Regions from separate parts of the Capsicum annuum genome. Here region 1 is linked to region 2. Evidence: chromatin contacts called from public Hi-C data. All regions are on one chromosome and are shown on one strand. Each heading gives the region's core, a stretch centred on a gene start, on an enhancer-like site or on the middle of the called end of the contact. The rest is flanking DNA. Distances are from core to core; before and after follow the strand shown.

Region 1 (4,299 bases), core at 1,041-3,540, 36 kb before region 2:
TCAGTCCCTTCTCTTTCATCACGCAATTCCTATTCAAGTAGAGTCAACATCAATATTCACCCATAGCATCTATGAATTCATAGTACTTAATATATATGAATAGATTTTCACTTTACCCCCTGAATTTTCTGACTCTCTACTTAATTACACAATGATATTTCTACGTCCTACGAGTAATTTAATAATCAGTTCCTCTCATTGTTTTCAAAAATCACTGCCAAGTTTTGTAGTACGTACGTTATATGTCAGCTTCATGTCTGTGCTTTGCTTTTTCCCCTCCCTAGAGTAGCCCCTTATTTTTCGCCAGGAATCCAGACAAAAATTCACTACCTATTAGTTAATTACTAATTACTGTACAACATTTTTTATTCTTCTAAATAAGTTTAGTAAGATCCATGTAGAAAATGTAGCCTTTACAACAACCAAGTAATGACTTCGATCATATCGATTAATTTTTAGCGGGATAGCTTCACAGTAATTTTACAAAACATTTGTTATGATCAGTGGCGAATCCACCTTGTAATCAGGGGATTCATCCGAACCCCTTTCGACGGAAAAGTATACTATTTTTACACGGTCAAAAATATTTTTATGTATATATTAGATGTTGAACCTCCTTCGACTAGTCCGTATGTTTACTTCTGAACCCCCTCAATGAAAATCCTGGCTCTGCCACTGGTTATGATCGTTATTCAATAAGAGAATAAAATGATACACAAAATTACATGACGAGAAAAAGTTTGTGGAAGTTGTGGGATATACATGCAATTAATTACAACATTCTTTTTAATGCAACATCTAAATTATACTCATTTAATATCCGGCAAAACTCCGGCAGTATTCTGGAAGATAAGCAGTGGATGGGCCGGAGACCGGAGCGCCAACAGTCAAGGGTTAAGCAATAAGCAACAACTAGCCATTTCGGGAAGATGGAGAAAAGGGAACATTTTTATGCATGGTCTCGAAGTTTGTCGTTGTAACTGTATATGCTGTCACGATTTATATGACATTCTATATTTAAAAATAAATAAATAATACTACCAAAATTGGATGTTAAGATCACAAATGAGGAACAATTTTCTGATATTGAAGAAGAAGAAAATGACAATATAATTATTTAGAAGAAAGAATACGAGCTTGACTTCTCAAAGAGAATTACAAAAATATTTGAAAACTAACGATATGCATTGTACCTCCTCCTGTTTATACATCATACAACTGTCAATGACTAGTCTATTGCTCCTTTTTTATACATCATATAACTGTCAAGGACTAATCCACTAATTAATTCTAACTACCAACTAACTCAAGTAACAAATATTTAACTACTCTAGTTGGTTAGTAAGTTTAATTGTGACAATTACTATAGCAACTATATTGTTACAATTGATAAGTATATCGGAATAAGTGAATTGTTAACAAAAAAACAGTAAAGACATAAATTTATCATGTTTTTTCATTTTTACCCTCTTCAAAAAGCAAAGACACATGATACATCACTCCCAATGTATATTTAATGGAGGGTAAATTCGGAAAAAAATTTCAACATATACCTTGAATTGAGAACCATTCACTTATTTTGAAACACTAAAATTGCTCCAACAATTCACTTATTGTGAAACGGAGGGAGTATTTTCAAACCCGGCCTCCCCCCAAGGCCCAAGCTAGGAGCTATGAAGATGTATGGTAAATACGTCGTCAGTCTGATCAACAGAAGGTAAATAATAAGCAGTGAAAATGACACCACCTTAAATCTTCTCATGAATAAAATGATAATCAATGTCAATGTATTTAGTGCGTTCATGAAATACAGGGTTGGCAACAATCTGCATAGCTAACTTGCTTTCATACAATATAACGGAACTGGCAACTCCACTTTCAGTCTAAGTTCTTGATACAAATCAATCAACCAACTTCTGCTACAACTGAGCTCCTAGAAATAGTAGCCTGCTTCATTAATTTTCAAGAAGAAGTACCAAACTGAACCAGATAATAGATCCTTTAGTGTAAATGCAAGAACCCAATCAGCATCACAATGTACACTCAGAGTTGAAGAGCTGGAAGCACTCAAAAGAATGCCCAATCCAAGAGCGTACTTCACATTTTCACTTGCAAAATGGCTTCTCCGGCACACCAAATCAACCTGATCCATTTAATAGGTCATTAGGGGTCCGTCAGAGAAGTTTCGCTCAAAATTTTTTCAGATCCTCCAAAGCAATCCGATCCATTTAATAGGCCGTTAGGGAACCGCCCGAGAATTTTTGCCCAATTTTTTTTCGAATCCCGAGCCGCCGAAAGTTGTAAAAAATCCTCAATTCCTGTCGTTTTACCCGTTTGACTTGCAAAATGACTCCCCCGATCCTGCCAAAGCAACCCGATCCATTTAATAGAACGTCAAGGGACCGCCAAAGAAGTTTCACCCAAAAATTTTTTCGAAGCTTGAGTCCACCCCTCAAACCATGGGCTAACACCAATCGAAAGTCATCGTAGGAAAACCCACAATTTCTGTTGGTTCTCCCATTTGACTTGAAAAATGATTTTCCCGACCCCACCAGAGCAACCTGATCCATTTAATAGGTCGTTAAGGGACCGGCCGAGAAATTTTGCCCAAAAATTTTCCCGGAGCCCGAGTCCATCCCCGAACAGTGGGCTAAACACCCACTAAAAGTCACAAAAAAACTGCAATTCCTATCGTTTCGCCTGTTTGACTTGAAAAATTGCCTTTCTGACCTCATCGAAGCAACCCGATCCCTTTAATAGGCCGTCAAGGGACTACTCGAGAAGTTTCGCTAAAAAAATTTCTTGGAGCCAGAGCCCAACCCTTGAACCGTAGGCTAACACCCATTGAAAGTCGCAAAAAATAAAAATCATAATATCTACCGTTTCACCTGTTTGACTTGAAAAATGGTTCCCCGGACCCTGTCAAAGCAACCCCATCAATTTAATAGGCCGCAGGGGACCATTCGAAAAGTTTTGATCATAATAGTTTTCGGAGCCCAAGCCTGAGCCCATCCCCAAACCGTGGGTTAATACCCACCGAAAGTCGCAAAAAATCACAATTTCTGTCGTTTCGTCTGTTTGACTTGAAAAATGGCTCCCCCAGCCCTTTCAAAGTAACCCGATCCATTTAATAGACCGTCAGGGGACCGCCCAAGAAGTTTTACCAAAAAAATTTCTCGGCGCCCGAGTCCACCCCCTCAACTGTGGGCTAACACCCACTAAATGAAAAATTCAGCTCGATTTCCCCCTCTGTAGACACGTGATTTTTGATCCTCCTCGGATTCTAACTTATTTTTCGATATTTATATTTATATCTAATATAATATTATTTAAATTCTTATTTTTTTATTTTAATAAATTTTAGTTAAGAAGTAAATAACTAAATAAAGTTAATTTTGAGATATTAAAAATAATAATAAAATAAAATATATGTTTTTGTTTTCTTAATTTTAATAAATTAATAGTTTTGATATTATTTTGACTATTTGTATTTTTATTAAACATAAAATTAATTAGTTGTTATTATAATTGTTATTATTATTATTATTTTATTATTATTGTCTTCTATTTTAAAAAGAAAAAAGAAAAAAAATATTGCAAAATTTAAAAATTTCTCTATCATATAAGTAACTGTTCCCTCCCACACTTTTCCCCCCAACAAGTCCAGTACTTAAGGATTCTTCACCCTCAGAATTCAACGTACATTATCATATATCAGAAACCCAGACAGACATCAGACTGTATTACACACTACAAAAAATCAGAGACAAAAAAAAATCAGATTAAAGAGAGAGAAGAAAGGTTGAAGTGGGGATTTCGGTCAAAGTTTTCAGTGACGACATTTGAATTTTCCTTTAATACATTAACAGGTTCTACTTCAAATTTAAATTACTCATCAATGAAATTTTTATTAGTGAATCAAATTTATATTAGTAATTGATGATATGTAGTATTATTTATTTAACATTTTGAATTATGAAAATAAATATAGCAATACCCTGACATACATGCATGTATTCACTGTCAAAATATAACACTTTCACACATACTGTTTTGCACAACAACACTGCATCAACTCCGTCATCTTCTCCATCAATTTACATGCACACACTAAATATACCCAGTTTAAAAAATATATATATAGCTTCACATTTCACACACATATACACATTCTAGAGAATAAAAATCAATAGTTGAACGAGATGAAAAGAAATTGGTATTTTCTGAAGTTTCAGGCGAGTAAATCCCAAAACGAAGGCAAACTTTGCCAGAAAAATCTATCCCGTTGCTGATCACTGT
Region 2 (4,918 bases), core at 351-2,850:
TTTGTAGGTGACAAATTCCTACTAAACGTCATCACACGTCCCTAAGCAAAACCAATAAGAAAAATATTTAAAACTTCAATAAATATTAAACTTTAAAATTATAATTTTACAAGTGAGTCGACCTCGTTATATAATGTATGTATTGAAAATCTAAAAATTCGTATGTTCAAAATGATGAACGATTGAATTAAAATTTTAAATTCGTCTATGACTAAAATATTTCGCTATGATTAAAGGCGGGATAAATAATCAATGGTTGCGTGACTCACATTAAAACATAGTGAACAAGCCCATGTGATACTGAAGACTTAAGGTTTAACGTTGTGTATCATATTCAAAGTTCGTCTACTTCTTCAATTCAACAAGTTCTTTTTTTCTTTGATAATTGAAAATTGTACATCTCTAGCTAGTTGACATAAGTACGCAGAGATCTCATTTAAATTGATTGTTATTTTGAAATTAATGATCTCTTTCCAAAACCAAGCTAAGGAAGAGAGAAATAACTCTGTAATAATCGGAATGAAAAGCACGCAACCTAATCAAATCGGATTTGTGGTATTGCAGATCTCTCTATAATAATCACCCACTATAATGATGTATATCGGATTTGTGGTATTGCAGATCTCTCTATAATAATCACCCACTATAATGATGTATAGATTTTAACTTTTAATTAGTGAAAGATGAATATCTTTTGAAATTTTCCATTTAATATGTTTTATAACATGGAAAAATAAAATAAAATTTGATCCTTTTGAATTATTTTACTGTATAATAACCAAGTAAAGAATGTCAAATGAAGTTATAGGTATATAACAAACAATCAGTATAAAAGTTTATAATCAGAACAAGTAAGGTTGATATAGAGAAATTTGATGTGGTCATGTTATGAATTTAACCAAGATGGAGATCCTATTTGCAAAGATGTCAAATTACATTTGGGACTCAGGGAAGATGTCTATATATATTAGAGGAATATAATCTATTTGGGCTCATGTTATGAAGTTGTCTTTTATTTTCTTATCTAAAGTTTTAGCATTCTCGAATCTCCCTTTTTTATTTTCCTTTTGTTTCTACGATGAATTCTTATTTCAATGTATATGACTATAGTTCTCCTTATCAATATGACTCCCGATCATTACAATGGTGCTTTCACTGTCCCTCCTCTATCAAATGGGTATCATCTTCCTTTCAAACTCCATCAGCCCCATACAACAAGCAATTTCTTACTGCACCTTCATCACCGAGCCCCACTTATCCACCTGCAATGTTGGAGAAGATATACATTTCCCTCAATATTGTGCAGGATATAGTGGTACAGTCACAAGAATGTAAAAAACGTATGCTTTCTTCTATTTGCCATGTGCGATTAGTGTTGCAGGAAGATATACAATTGGACTCCACTTCCATTGATAATGTAGAGAATTCAGATGTTATAAATATCACTTCTGTATCAGAGTCAGCTTACGTTGATAGTAACACCGAGGTGGCTGATATGGCAAAATCCCATTTGGATTCAGAGCTCCCTGTTCTTGGTGTTGGAGATACAACACCGCAATACATTTTCTCCGACGTGCTGTCCGGTGCTTCTATTGATGCCACCGAGCTCAAATTCTTACCTCTCTCCTTCTCCGTCAAGGGACAACTAGAGTTTGACTGCAAGGTGTTCAATAGATTACAGATGAGGGATATTTCTGCAGAATTTCCTAGTCCTAGTGCACCTATTGGCTCGCTTCCACCTGTTTTGAGCATTAACGACTACAAGTGGGTGGATACTGGCAGTTACGTGATTCATTTGACATGCGCCAATACAACCAAATTAAGCTCTTAGGATGTGCTCCTCTTTTGATTAATGCTTTAAGTTTCTCATCAAATGCGCCTAAATTGTTCGATAAAATTGCTGAGAGAAGTAGATGTTTTTCAATGTTGTATGACTCTTAATATATAGGTGTGGTTGAAGTGTTAATTGAATGCAGTGATAATCTTACAAGCTTTTGTAATTCCCACAAGCTACTGGGTATATCTATAGAGAACTTATTTTTGTATCCTTTTGCTCGGGCTGCTATTTCTAGTGTGGAGAGCTACGCAATTGATCAATTCATGCATGTTGAGGCCAATTGCAAGAGGAATATTAGTGTGGAGAGGTACATATTAGAGACTGCTAATAATTTTAGTGGAAATTCCAGATCTTACATCTGTCCATTGTCTTATAGTATGGCACGTGCAACAATTTTATCCTTATTGATTGAGCTCTCTTCATCCGAACGAGTAGAACCAGGCTTGCCTCTTCTGTTGCCTTTCAACTTTGGGTGTAAGAATGGAAATTTTACAAGGCAAATTAATCTGGATTTAGTGATTTATCATCCTACACGAATACTTGAATGGATTGATTCTCTCAAGGGCTCAATGTCACTTTCGCCTCAACAAGAACAAGTTGAAGGAATTTTTTTGCTTGTTGGTAAGATTGAAGGGTCGTCTGACTATGATTATGACTCATGGGTGGTGTATGTACCTAACAACGAATTCTTGTCAAGCATTAGCTCAACAGATCTCAAGTACTGGGAGAGGTATACAGAGCCCGACTTAGTGAAAAAGTGGAGGAAACATCTTGACATATTACTTCCAATGTTAGCATCTATAGTAACTCTGTATTCTATCTGGGTGACTTATGGAGCATATATTGTGGCCTATTGTGTGGATAGTAAGACTATAAAAGCTACAGTGCTACGTGTTGAGATGGTTGTGCAAGAAATTAAATCAAACATTGTGCTACAAATCACTAAGATACAGGAATTTTGCAATGAATATACGCCATTGGAAGCTGATTTTGTGTTGGTTGTTGAAAGGACTTGGCTCGAGGTGCAACCTTTTTCTTATTCCTTAGCAGCTTTTATTATTTTTATCAAGTTTTTTATTCATACCTTTGATCCTGGTATACTCAATATCCGTATAACTGATGATATCGACCTGGCCATGCATACACACTCTAGTATTCCTGCTACATATTATTTAATTTCTATACTGTGGCGTGAGCAACTTGGTGGCCTTGTGATGGGAGAAGTAGGCACTGATGCATTTGTAAATTTTGATAAAATGGCCAAATCCAGTGATCTAGTGTTCTTGTTACCTGAGATGGTCATGTTTGACATTCACAAATCAAATGGTCCTCTATCTGATGTAGTTAAGAAGTACAGTTTGATGTTCTTTGAAATATCTGAGAATTGAGCGGAACATAACAATTTGTATGAAGTAATTTCCAAGAACATCTAGTTCGGTATCCTTCTTGCAACAAATAGTTTGGCTCTTAGCTCTGTGGTTCTTGAACACTCAAAAATGGACTTAGTCGCTAAGTTTGCAGCTGAATTGACACATGTTTTTGGTCTATCAATGGCTCTTACATATCTTATTATTGATGTTGTTTCTCATGTGTTCATCTATCCCTACACAACTAGTCTAGGAATTTTCACAAAGACCAAATACTCCTTTGAAAATATTACAAGAATGCAGAGTACTTAAAGGACCCAGGCAAGTTTACTACGATTGCTCTAGCTCTAGTTCGTGCTACTTTTTGTGACCCTTATGGTATCCAGACTTGGTGCAAACCATTTGAGACTACGGCTGCAGAAGAAAAGGAAAAGCAATATTTCATGATTGGTAGTACAGATGTCTTGACCCATCACCCTCATTGCTGTGTTTCTCAGTATGAGTTTCATTTCCGCAAAGCAAAAATATTTGTGGAGAATTACTCCAGATCGTGGAATCATTTTTCATCATTTATGTGCACATGTAATTGGTGGCACATTAAACTTTCTTATCTAGAGAAAACATGGATGCAACTCTTGTGGCTTTTAAATGTTGCTTTCCCTTGGATTTCTAGTAAGTTGGTTTTGAAAGTGACTATCCCTTGGGTTGATTCTTGGATTGCAGAGATCCTACATGTGCTAATGCCACCAATACAAACTGCTTTTGAGGAATCTGATCCAACTATTAACAGTGATCTTAACTCAAAGCCCCATCAGGTGTTCAACGTTTTCCCTTTGATTCTGTCATCTACTCTTTCCAAGGAACTCTTTGGTGATTATCTTGTTAGATGTGGATGCATCCTCTGGTTTGAAAAGCAAAAAGAAGGATCAATGTTGGAAGTTGCTTTGGATAATGAAGCTTTGGAAAAATTCTTTTGGGTTGTTAACACTGACAAAGAGGAACATAACAACACCATGGTCTCCGTACAACTATACTCGAACCTTGAGGACAAGGTTCTTATTGAGGGTGGGAGAATTGTTATGAATATAACCTAGATGGAGGTCCTATTTGCAAAGATATCAAATTACATTTGGGACCCCGGGAAGATGTCTATATATAGTAGAGGAATATAATCTATTTAGGCTCATGTTATGAAGTTGTCTTTTATTTTCTTAGCTAAAGTTTTAGCATTCTGGAATCTCCCTTTTCTATTTTCTTTTTGTTTCTACGATGAATTCTTATTTCAATGTATGTGACTATGTTTCTCCTTATCAATATGATTCCCCATCGTTACAGGTCATTAGTTAGTGCATCACAGAATTAAGTAGTTTTGGTTATGTGAATACAAAATAAGATTTCTCCATATGTCTTCATCAGTTTCATTTATTAGGATTTTTTTTTTTTAAAAGGTATTAAGGAGATTGAAAATATGATTGTATAGTTGAATTTCAGATTCTTACAATCAATTAATCAATTATTATTCTAAAAAAAACTGTCAACCGATCCATGTCATTGTATTAGAGAAGTTGACTTGGACTGAATCGCGAAAAATATGATTTAAAAATAAAGTCTTCCAAATTAATGGTCATGATTTCCTTGGATTATGTCTAATCAATGCAACTTGATAAATACAGGAAAATGGAGTCTGCTGGATTTTTTATTTTTTTTCCTACTT

What was found. Hi-C and Micro-C count contacts between places; a contact is called where the count stands out from the background.
Region 1: a contact with region 2 is called in a Hi-C map of leaf, with 1.9 times the contacts expected there. The contact joins two enhancer-like sites. A contact is called at or near these places in 4 of 5 Hi-C or Micro-C datasets (leaf, pericarp and placenta).

What each region holds. Positions count from the first base shown.
Region 1 is chr1:555,457-559,755 of UCD10Xv1.1, reverse strand. No RefSeq gene overlaps it. Among protein-coding and RNA genes, the nearest start is that of LOC107852018, 18 kb to the left of the region's middle. Within about 2 kb of position 2,290, at least 3 of the 5 cell types and tissues checked have an H3K27ac peak or open chromatin away from gene starts, as enhancers often do. A contact at or near this core is called in leaf, where this site is marked.
Region 2 is chr1:518,318-523,235 of UCD10Xv1.1, reverse strand. No RefSeq gene overlaps it. Among protein-coding and RNA genes, the nearest start is that of LOC107852008, 3.9 kb to the right of the region's middle. Within about 2 kb of position 1,600, at least 1 of the 5 cell types and tissues checked has an H3K27ac peak or open chromatin away from gene starts, as enhancers often do. A contact at or near this core is called in leaf, where this site is marked.